Regions from separate parts of the Mus musculus genome. Here region 2 is linked to region 1. A link is a contact called in public HiChIP or PLAC-seq data. All regions are on one chromosome and are shown on one strand. Each heading gives the region's core, a stretch centred on a gene start, on an enhancer-like site or on the middle of the called end of the contact. The rest is flanking DNA. Distances are from core to core; before and after follow the strand shown. Region 1 overlaps Vtcn1 (V-set domain containing T cell activation inhibitor 1). Region 2 has its middle 26 kb from the start of Gm32803.

Region 1 (4,073 bases), core at 1,137-3,636:
TTGTAACAGCACACTTAGTATACTCTAGTTTGGTTGAATTATTTTCTAGGTCCATCTTGTTCCGATCGGGGGTGTCTGTGGGTTACTTTTGTTTTCCTTCCACATCTTGTTCCTGTCTGCTCTCTCCAGACTTCTAGACATGATTTCATCTTCTTCTAGAAATATAAAACTAGGTCATGTCTTGAGGAAAATATTTCTGTAGTTCTCCGGGATTCTGAAAGAACACAATAAGATATCATGATAGGCATTTGGCTGATGTTTACTGAGAACCCAGAGTCGTCATTCCCTAGCCTTTGTGTGAGTGTACCTCCTGTTTTGAAATGGGCTTATTTTTCTGTATTCTGCTGTTCTACTGTGGCCTGTGGCCCATGGTCCATGATCTGGGTCTACTCTGGGAAGGTGATGGCTTAAATTTTATATTAAGAGAAGACCTTGCAGTTCTAGTCTCAGGAGAGAAGTGGGTCCTCAGAGCAATAGACATAGGCAGGGTTCTGGAATGAGGTTGGAAGACACCATCTGCCTCTTTTCCTAGCTGGATGGTATGGGACCTAGTGTGTCTTGGCCAACAATAGTGTGTATCTGAAATAATGATCTGTCCCTTTACTTTAGAAATCTTAGTGAAGAACAAAAACAACAACAAAAAACCTGAACCAAACCAAACCAAAAACCTCTTCAAAGAAAAATCTATTTGGTTTAAAGTTATTCTCCTATAGAGAAAGTTACTTTCTACAGACAACAAAGTGGCAGCTGAGTATGTGTCCAATTCTGTGTGTGCTATGTGTGACCATCACTTTTTACATGTATGACATGGCTTTTAAAAAAGATTTATTTATTATTATATCTAAGTACACTGTAGCTGTCTTCTGATGCATCAGAAGAGGGTGTCAGATCTCATTACAGATGGTTGTGAGCCACCATGTGGTTGCTGGGATTTGAACTCAGGACCTTTGGAAGAGCCATTGGTGCTTTTAACCATGGAGCCATCTCTCCAGCCCTTGACATGACTTTTTACAAAGCTGAAAGTTATTGCTCCAAGGGAATAAGAAAAAAGGATAAGTAATCTATATTCTACAGGCCACAGTGCCTAATTGCTGCTTATTTAAAGAACTCATTTATAGTGTAAGCAGGAATCAAGGGAGGAAGGTCGAGCTCCTCTGGCTACCTGTGAAATCCCTAAGGAGTGGCTCCTTGGGGGACATCTCCCTCTGCAGAAAGCCATGGGGTCAGAAATGAGGGCAGCTGGCAGGCTCCCTTACATAGAATCCACTTCTTACACTGCACTGTCTTAAGAGCTCAGAAAACGAGAGAAGGAGGGATAAGAAACAAATGCACAGGTCTTGCCGGCCTCCAGATCTTACCTATCTGGGCAAGGCACACACAAGCCTCAGAGAGGGTAGGGTGTGCCTATACCCAGGCCAGCTGAATGTGGGGTTCAGGGGCCCTCAGGAAAGGGGTCTTAGGCTGAAGAGCATTTCCCTGTAAAGGATAAAGGAACACATGGACAGAAACTTCTGTAGACTACATTTCCCAGAATGGGGCTGGGAGTGAGTGTGTGTGTGTGTGTGTACACGTGCACATGCCTGGAAGAAGATAGAGGACTGTGATTGCTCAGCTGAAGACAGTAGCTCTGAGACACTTGTGTCTAGACTCATTCTGGGTTCCAGAGCAAGGAGACACTAGAGTGTAATAGTGTATTTTTTTTCCTGATACCTAGTTTCCTATCACCTATAAGAGAGAGAGAGAGAGAGAGAGAGAGAGACAGAGACAGAGACAGAGACAGAGACAGAGACAGAGAGACAGAGACAGACAGAGAGATGGGGGGAGGTGCAAACACAATGTTTTAGAACTAGACTTTGGGTTAAAGAGATCACTTAGTGATTAAGAGCCCTGGTTGCTCTTCCAAAGGATCCAGGCTCGATTCCCAGAACTCACATGGTGGCTCACAACTGTCTATAGCTCCTGTTCCAGGGAATCTGATATACTCTTCTGGTTTATATGGGCACTGAGCACATATTTGGGGCATAGACATACATATGACAAAACACCCATGTACATACAAAAATAATAAAACACAAAATTTTAAATTAGAATTAGCTTGGATATAAGGTGATACAAATGGATCAGTCTGAGAGAACACTGTAGGGTTCATGGCAACAGCTGACATGAAGGACAGAGGACGGTCAGAAAAAACACTGGACCTGTGAGCCTTAGGAAGCCTTCCTTATGTGGGAGCTGACCAGAACTCCACAGCTCAGTTCTGTGCAAATTCTACTTGCAGAAGAATATTTAGGTGGAAATGTCCAATCAGTCATTGGAGCCAGAGAACAGATCTCAGCAGGAGGGCTAGCTGGTGAGTCACCAGGGCCCAAGGTGGACAAACTAGGATGGGGGTGGGGAAAAGGTCGTTTACCCAGGGATTACAAGGCTCTCAGTGTGAATAACAGTGAAGCCCAGGGTAATTAGTCAGGACCAAACAGTTCTTACTTTTTGAAAAGGCAATTTGGAATCCGCTAATGACTCAGCAAATGAATAGGTGTTTGAAGTTACATAAATGATTGGATTGTGTGGGGTTGGTTTTTGTATCTGCCCTTGGTTAGTGCTGGACACTAAAATTTTACCTTTCACACCTCTAGGACAAAGTCCCTGACCTGAGATCAGTGTATATTCCTCCCTGTGGCTGGTGCTGAAGGCTGTGTGATTCTGTTTCATAACAGTCTAGGGCAGGAGAACTGGCTAGGTACGCTTGCTGGGCTATGACCCATCCAGCACGCTCTTTGTGCTTGACCTCACCTGTTGGACCAGCAACGTTGCATGCTTTTGTGTAGCCAGGGCCCCTCATCTTAGCATCAGGCAACAGGAGAGAGATAGGAGTGCCCAGCCAGCCACAAAGGCAGAAGAAAAAACACACGGGGAAGGCCCAGAGTTCAGCAACTGCAGCTGACTTCGCCTTTTGACCTCTGAATCTGTAAAAAAAACAGAAAAGAGTTGAGAGTCAGAGAGAAGCTGGATGTTCGCATCAGTGATGAAGGTAAAGCATCAGAAAAACGGAGTGATTGGTTCCCAACAAGGGCAGATTTGTTCCTCTGCTCCCTCCACCCTTTTAGAATACAATCGACTCAGAGGTCTGTGGAGCAAAGATAATTCTATGATCATCTTAGTGAGGACACAGCCAATATGAAAGTTATACCAATGAAGCCATACCTAGGGTTACTATATGAAAACAAAGCTAAGCAACTGACTCAAGACGGTTCCTTGGTTTTGGATGTACCTGTTCCCTAGGCAGTGGCGTCTACAGGTTTGTGCTATCAGATTTCACTAGACCTCTATAAAATGATACAGAATTATCGATTTCACCTTCTACTCTTTTCTCCCTTAGACAATCCAATTTCATGTCACTATTTCAGCTCTGTCACACTTTAGGCCTGTGACTTCAGTAAATAACTCAATACATATTTGCTCCTTTTTTTTCCTCTACCAGAAAAAAATAATAAGAATGAGAGCTCATGAGTGACATAGAACAGTGCCTGGCATACTGTCACTCAATAAGTGTTAGCTGCAAACAACACACACAGCAGACCTACCCAAGCCCAGTAGGAAAATGAACACTGAAAGGTTAGATGCCCAGGGATCCTGTCTCATAGAATGAAATGTATGGAGTAGGGCTGCAGCCTCCCAGGCCTCCACGTGATGGGTAATGTGTCAAGCGGTAGGCATCTCTGCCTGCATCCTCTGTGGGCCTTTGAAGAGCAACGTCTCTAAAGCATCATCATCTTCACCCTCATGTTGCTTCTGTGTCCCTGCTTTGTTGGTATAGGTACCAGGTTCCTCGACATGCTGGGTACGAACATCAAACCCATTCTGACTGTTATTTTTCTTGATGGTCACATTTGCTATATCAAGATCCATGGGTGGCTTGGTTTGCTTGTTTTTATTCAAGCAACTTAATTTATTTTTCTTTTTCCCTTTTCATATGCTCACAATTCCTCTCTGGGACCACTGCCACAGGCTCCTGATTTCAAGGCTTCTTAGTCTTTCATTTTCTCCATCTTTATAACCTAACCCGAACTCTCTGT
Region 2 (4,073 bases), core at 836-3,335, 430 kb before region 1:
TAAATAAAATAAAGTCCTAAATAATGTACCAGCTAAGGCAGCAAAATTACCAAGCTTGATAAAAGAAAGGCAAATAAAGATGAATAGGAAAGATAGCTGGTAATTCACAGGAACAAAATAACCACAGGGTACCAAATGTGCCGTCTGGGGTGTCTACACCGCATGGTACAGAGCATCCTGGGGCCCTGCGGAGGGAGGCTCTGGGATAAGCTCCGGGAGATCTTGGCAACTTTGATGATTTCACTGTGAAGGCAGCTGAGCTGCAGAACGGAAGGCACTCCTTCCTCAGAGGAGAGAGCTACGAGGAAGGAGGAAGAGACTTGAGTGGAGATGTGACACCCATGGGAGGCAGGCAGAATGAAAGGAGCGTGACGCTCCTAGGTGAGGCTTGAGAAGGCTTAGTGCAAATAAAAGGGAGAGTGCATCCAGGGGCAGCTAGATGGGCCCAGACTGCACTGTGCCATGAGAGGGGGAGGGAGAGAGAGAGAGAGAGAGAGAGAGAGAGAGAGAGAGAGAAAGAAGAAGAAGAAGAAGAAGAAGAAGAAGAAGAAGAAGAAGAAGAAGAAGAAGAAGAAGACGAGGAGGAGGAGGAGGAGGAGGAGGAGGAGGAGGAGGAAGAGGAGGAGAAGAGGGGAGCTGTGGAACAAGGGGCCAAGACACAAAAGATACCAATGGAGCCAAAGTCTCTGGGTTAAATCAGAAAGAGAGGCTGGGAAAAGGGACCCAGGCCAGTCCCTGGGATGGAAAGGTTAGGGTAGGGGGCAGCATGTGCCAGCCAGGATGGTCCTAGAACATGTAGTGGCTGAGAACCTGGCGACCAACAGTGTGCTTTGATATCAAATAGTGACCTCAGCCATTTGTCCTGAGTTTGAGACCTAACACTGTGTGCAAAGCCACTCACCCTGGGGATGGAGAGACGAGAATAAGGAAAGTGTAGGACGTGTGGCCACCTAGAAGTCACCTTAAGGTGTTCCTGTTAGGTGTCACAGTCCAGGTGCTTTGTAACTGGGAGTAAGGTCAGAAAGCCAAGGTCCAGACATACCTGACTGGCCATGGCAGCAGGCAGTCAGGCACAGGAAACAGGAACCACACGGAAGCAGATGGATTGGTTTTCAGTCAGATAACTGAGAATTCAAAGCTCATAGGGAGAAGAAACCAGCATGCGGACACAGGTACAGGCACCCAGCAGCAGCAAGGGCCAGGGCAGCTCAGAGACGTGAAGCTCCTCTGATGGTACATCTGTCTGTGCAGATGACTGGAGGCGGCTGGGGACTCCATTCGACTAGAGCAGTGGTTCTCAGCCTTCCTGATGCTGTGATCTTTAGCACAGTTCCTCATGTTGTGGTGACCCCCAACCATAAAATTATCTTCGTTGTTACTTCATAACTGTAACTTTGCCACTGTTATGAATCGTAATGTAAATATCTGTGTTTGCCAATGCTCTTACGTGGCCCCTGTGAAAGGGTCGTTCAACATCCTGCAACAGTGGTGTCGAACTCACAGGTTGAGAACCCTTGCCCATTGAAACCCGCTGTGCTAGACTCGGGGCTTCTGGTGAACAGTCCCCAGGCTGAAGGCTTCATCTTTCATCACAGGAAGAAAGAAAAGAGAAAGACTGGTGTTTGGAACCAAGGCCAGGATGTTGGCATCCTGTTCAACAGGAACTCAACAGGACCTGTCCTTCACATGACATGCAGGTCAGTAAGCTGAGAGGCCGCTACCATTTGAAACAAAACAGCTTTAGGAACATTCTGGAAGCACTAATTAGGCAGATTTTGCAAGAAAGGATTCTCTATGAGGAGACCATGAGAAAAGGGGAGGAGGCTGACTTCATTACGCTTCATTGCTAGATGACACCAGGAGAAAGGTGCGCTACCCACTGGACTCTCCTTCCCGACTCCCTCCCCCGGAAGATGAACCCTCAGACTGAAAAAGGCAGACGGTGCGGAAATACTGCTTTGAACAAGCCACGGCCAGGAGTAGAGCTGGCACGCTAATGGAACACCTTCCTGTCCCAGCAGGATCTAGGCTGTCAGAGCAATCTTTGAGGTTCCTCGGGCTACCAGGCTGTGTTGACTGCCTCCCACAATCTTTCCCTGCCACTAATGAGTTGTGCTGAGTGACTCACTTCCTTCAGGCCACTGTCAGCTTACCTACTGCTGCCACTTCGAGGCAAACCCCAGGTTAATGTCCACCTCACTGCCATCTGTCCTGGCCTTCGAGATAGCTGGGGCTAGTCAGTCATCCCTCTTCATAGGTGCACAAGCACAGAGCCTTCCCTCTGCCTCCCCCACTTACTACCTATTTCCACAGCCTAGAGCCGGTCTTCTGATGCCTTTGTTTTTTTGAAGCTAATTGGAGTTTATTAAGAAAAGGTTTTAATGTGGATTTAAGTACGAGCATTAAGAACCGGCATGGACTTCTCCAGGGAGAGTTCAAACCTCTGACTCTTTAACAAGTCTTTATTTAACATTCAAAGTAGAACAGTCCACCGGATGTGCGTGCGTTTGTGAAATCCCAGCCCCTTAGAGCCCGAGGCAGGAGGATAGCAAGTTTGAACCTGAGAACCTAAGGGAGAAATTTTTAAGTCTGAGGCCAGGTTGGGCTACACAGCAATCAGTACCATCTAGCAAGCAAGAAAGGAGGGGCGGGGGCAGGGGTAGAGAAGAAGGCAGGATAACTAAGAAAAACTAATGTCAACCAAGAAAACCAGAAGAACTTTCAGGATCCCTAGTCTCCAATTCAGGGGCCTCTGGATCTATTACAAATGCTTCCCATCTCCTAGGGCAGGTCTGTGGCTTTCCAGGTAGGAGATGCCGTCATGATGTGAGGCAGCTTCCTTGGGCTGTGAGGACAGATCATGCCCTTTCAGTGCCCCTGACAGACTCAGTGCATTAGGGTATCCTGCTCGGTGGCCATGTCCCATGGGCAGAGGGGTCAGTTAGTTGGGGGTATCTTTGTACAAAGAAAAAGTCACACCAATTTTCCAGTAGGGACAATTCCCACTCGGCTGGGTGGGACCCTGTCTTTGGACACATGACTTTTATGTTATCCTGTTCCCTAGGTGCTTTTGTTCCATATTCAAGCCATGCTGTCTCCCTCCTGGGCTCCCATCCAGCCACCAGCTGACCTGAGCCCCACTGCCCCTACTGCCAGTGCCCTCCGAGGCAGGACCATACTGTCTGGAATCCCAGCCTTACCCCTGTAAGACCCAGAGGGAGCAAGGAGATCTGAGCCCCCCCCCCCCCCCCCCCCCGCCCAAACTTCCTATTCTGCTCGCAGAGTCATTGCTCTCCACTAATGCATGCGAAGGACCGAGACCCCTCGTCTAGGCTGCTCCCAATACCCCTTGGTTCACTTTCCCCATCTCTTCCAGGGAGAAGAGAACACGCAGCTTGCTTGTCTTTCCATAGTCCTCTGGGCTCAGCTCTCACAAACAATTGCTTGGTGAAAACACTCAACTCTGCAAGAATAACCAAATACTGTAATTCACTACATTCCTACGGAATTAAGAAACATAGGCGGTGTTCTTGGAATGCAAGAGACTCAGCTCGTTTGACCATTTACAAAAACACACACTGCTGAAACCGAACACTCATTATCCAAACCTAAAATCACCATCTAGACTAAAGATGACTTCCTGTGTCCCGAACAGCGTGCTCTGTGTATATTTTTGTTCATAACAACAAGATCCATGATACAGGATGCTGGGGAACCACCCAGATTGGATTCCAGTCGCTGCCTTCTTTGTGAGCAAAAGGGATGCAGTTGAGGTTTCTCCTCTTCCCCTCCTCCTCCCTTGCCTCCTTTTCTTTGGCACAGGGTCTCCCTGTGTAGGCCAGGCTGTCCTTGAGTTCACGGCTCTTCTGCCCTAGTGTCTGGGATGCTGGGATCACACATGTGCAGTACCACCTGATGCAGGTACAAATGGCAGTTTCTCCAGCTTTCTACCTGTGTGGTTCCCAAAGGAAACAGTAGGTCCCAGCACCTTCTGTGAAGAAACAGCTAACGGTTTGGAAGGAGCCTCTTATCAGAGAGGGTGTCACGTTTATTGAGTGTTGAGAGATTTTGGC

Evidence for each region. HiChIP or PLAC-seq counts read pairs in DNA pulled down with a chosen protein or histone mark.
Region 2: a FOXA1 HiChIP or PLAC-seq map of pancreatic cancer cells shows a contact between it and region 1. The contact joins two enhancer-like sites. A contact is called at or near these places in 1 of 15 datasets of contacts at CTCF or cohesin (the NIH/3T3 cell line), 1 of 115 datasets of contacts at active chromatin or transcription factors (pancreatic cancer cells) and 1 of 9 other capture datasets (embryonic stem cells).

What each region holds. Positions count from the first base shown.
Region 1 is chr3:100,891,439-100,895,511 of GRCm38.p6, reverse strand. It overlaps Vtcn1 (V-set domain containing T cell activation inhibitor 1), which reads right to left. Exons shown (of 6, transcript NM_178594.3): 5 at 2,791-2,963; 6 at 1-214. The coding sequence ends at 2,836. Among named protein-coding and RNA genes, the nearest start is that of Gm40108, 15 kb to the left of the region's middle. Within about 2 kb of position 2,386, at least 20 of the 459 cell types and tissues checked have an H3K27ac peak or open chromatin away from gene starts, as enhancers often do. A contact at or near this core is called in pancreatic cancer cells, where this site is marked.
Region 2 is chr3:101,320,608-101,324,680 of GRCm38.p6, reverse strand. No RefSeq gene overlaps it. Among named protein-coding and RNA genes, the nearest start is that of Gm32803, 26 kb to the right of the region's middle. Within about 2 kb of position 2,085, at least 29 of the 459 cell types and tissues checked have an H3K27ac peak or open chromatin away from gene starts, as enhancers often do. A contact at or near this core is called in pancreatic cancer cells, where this site is marked.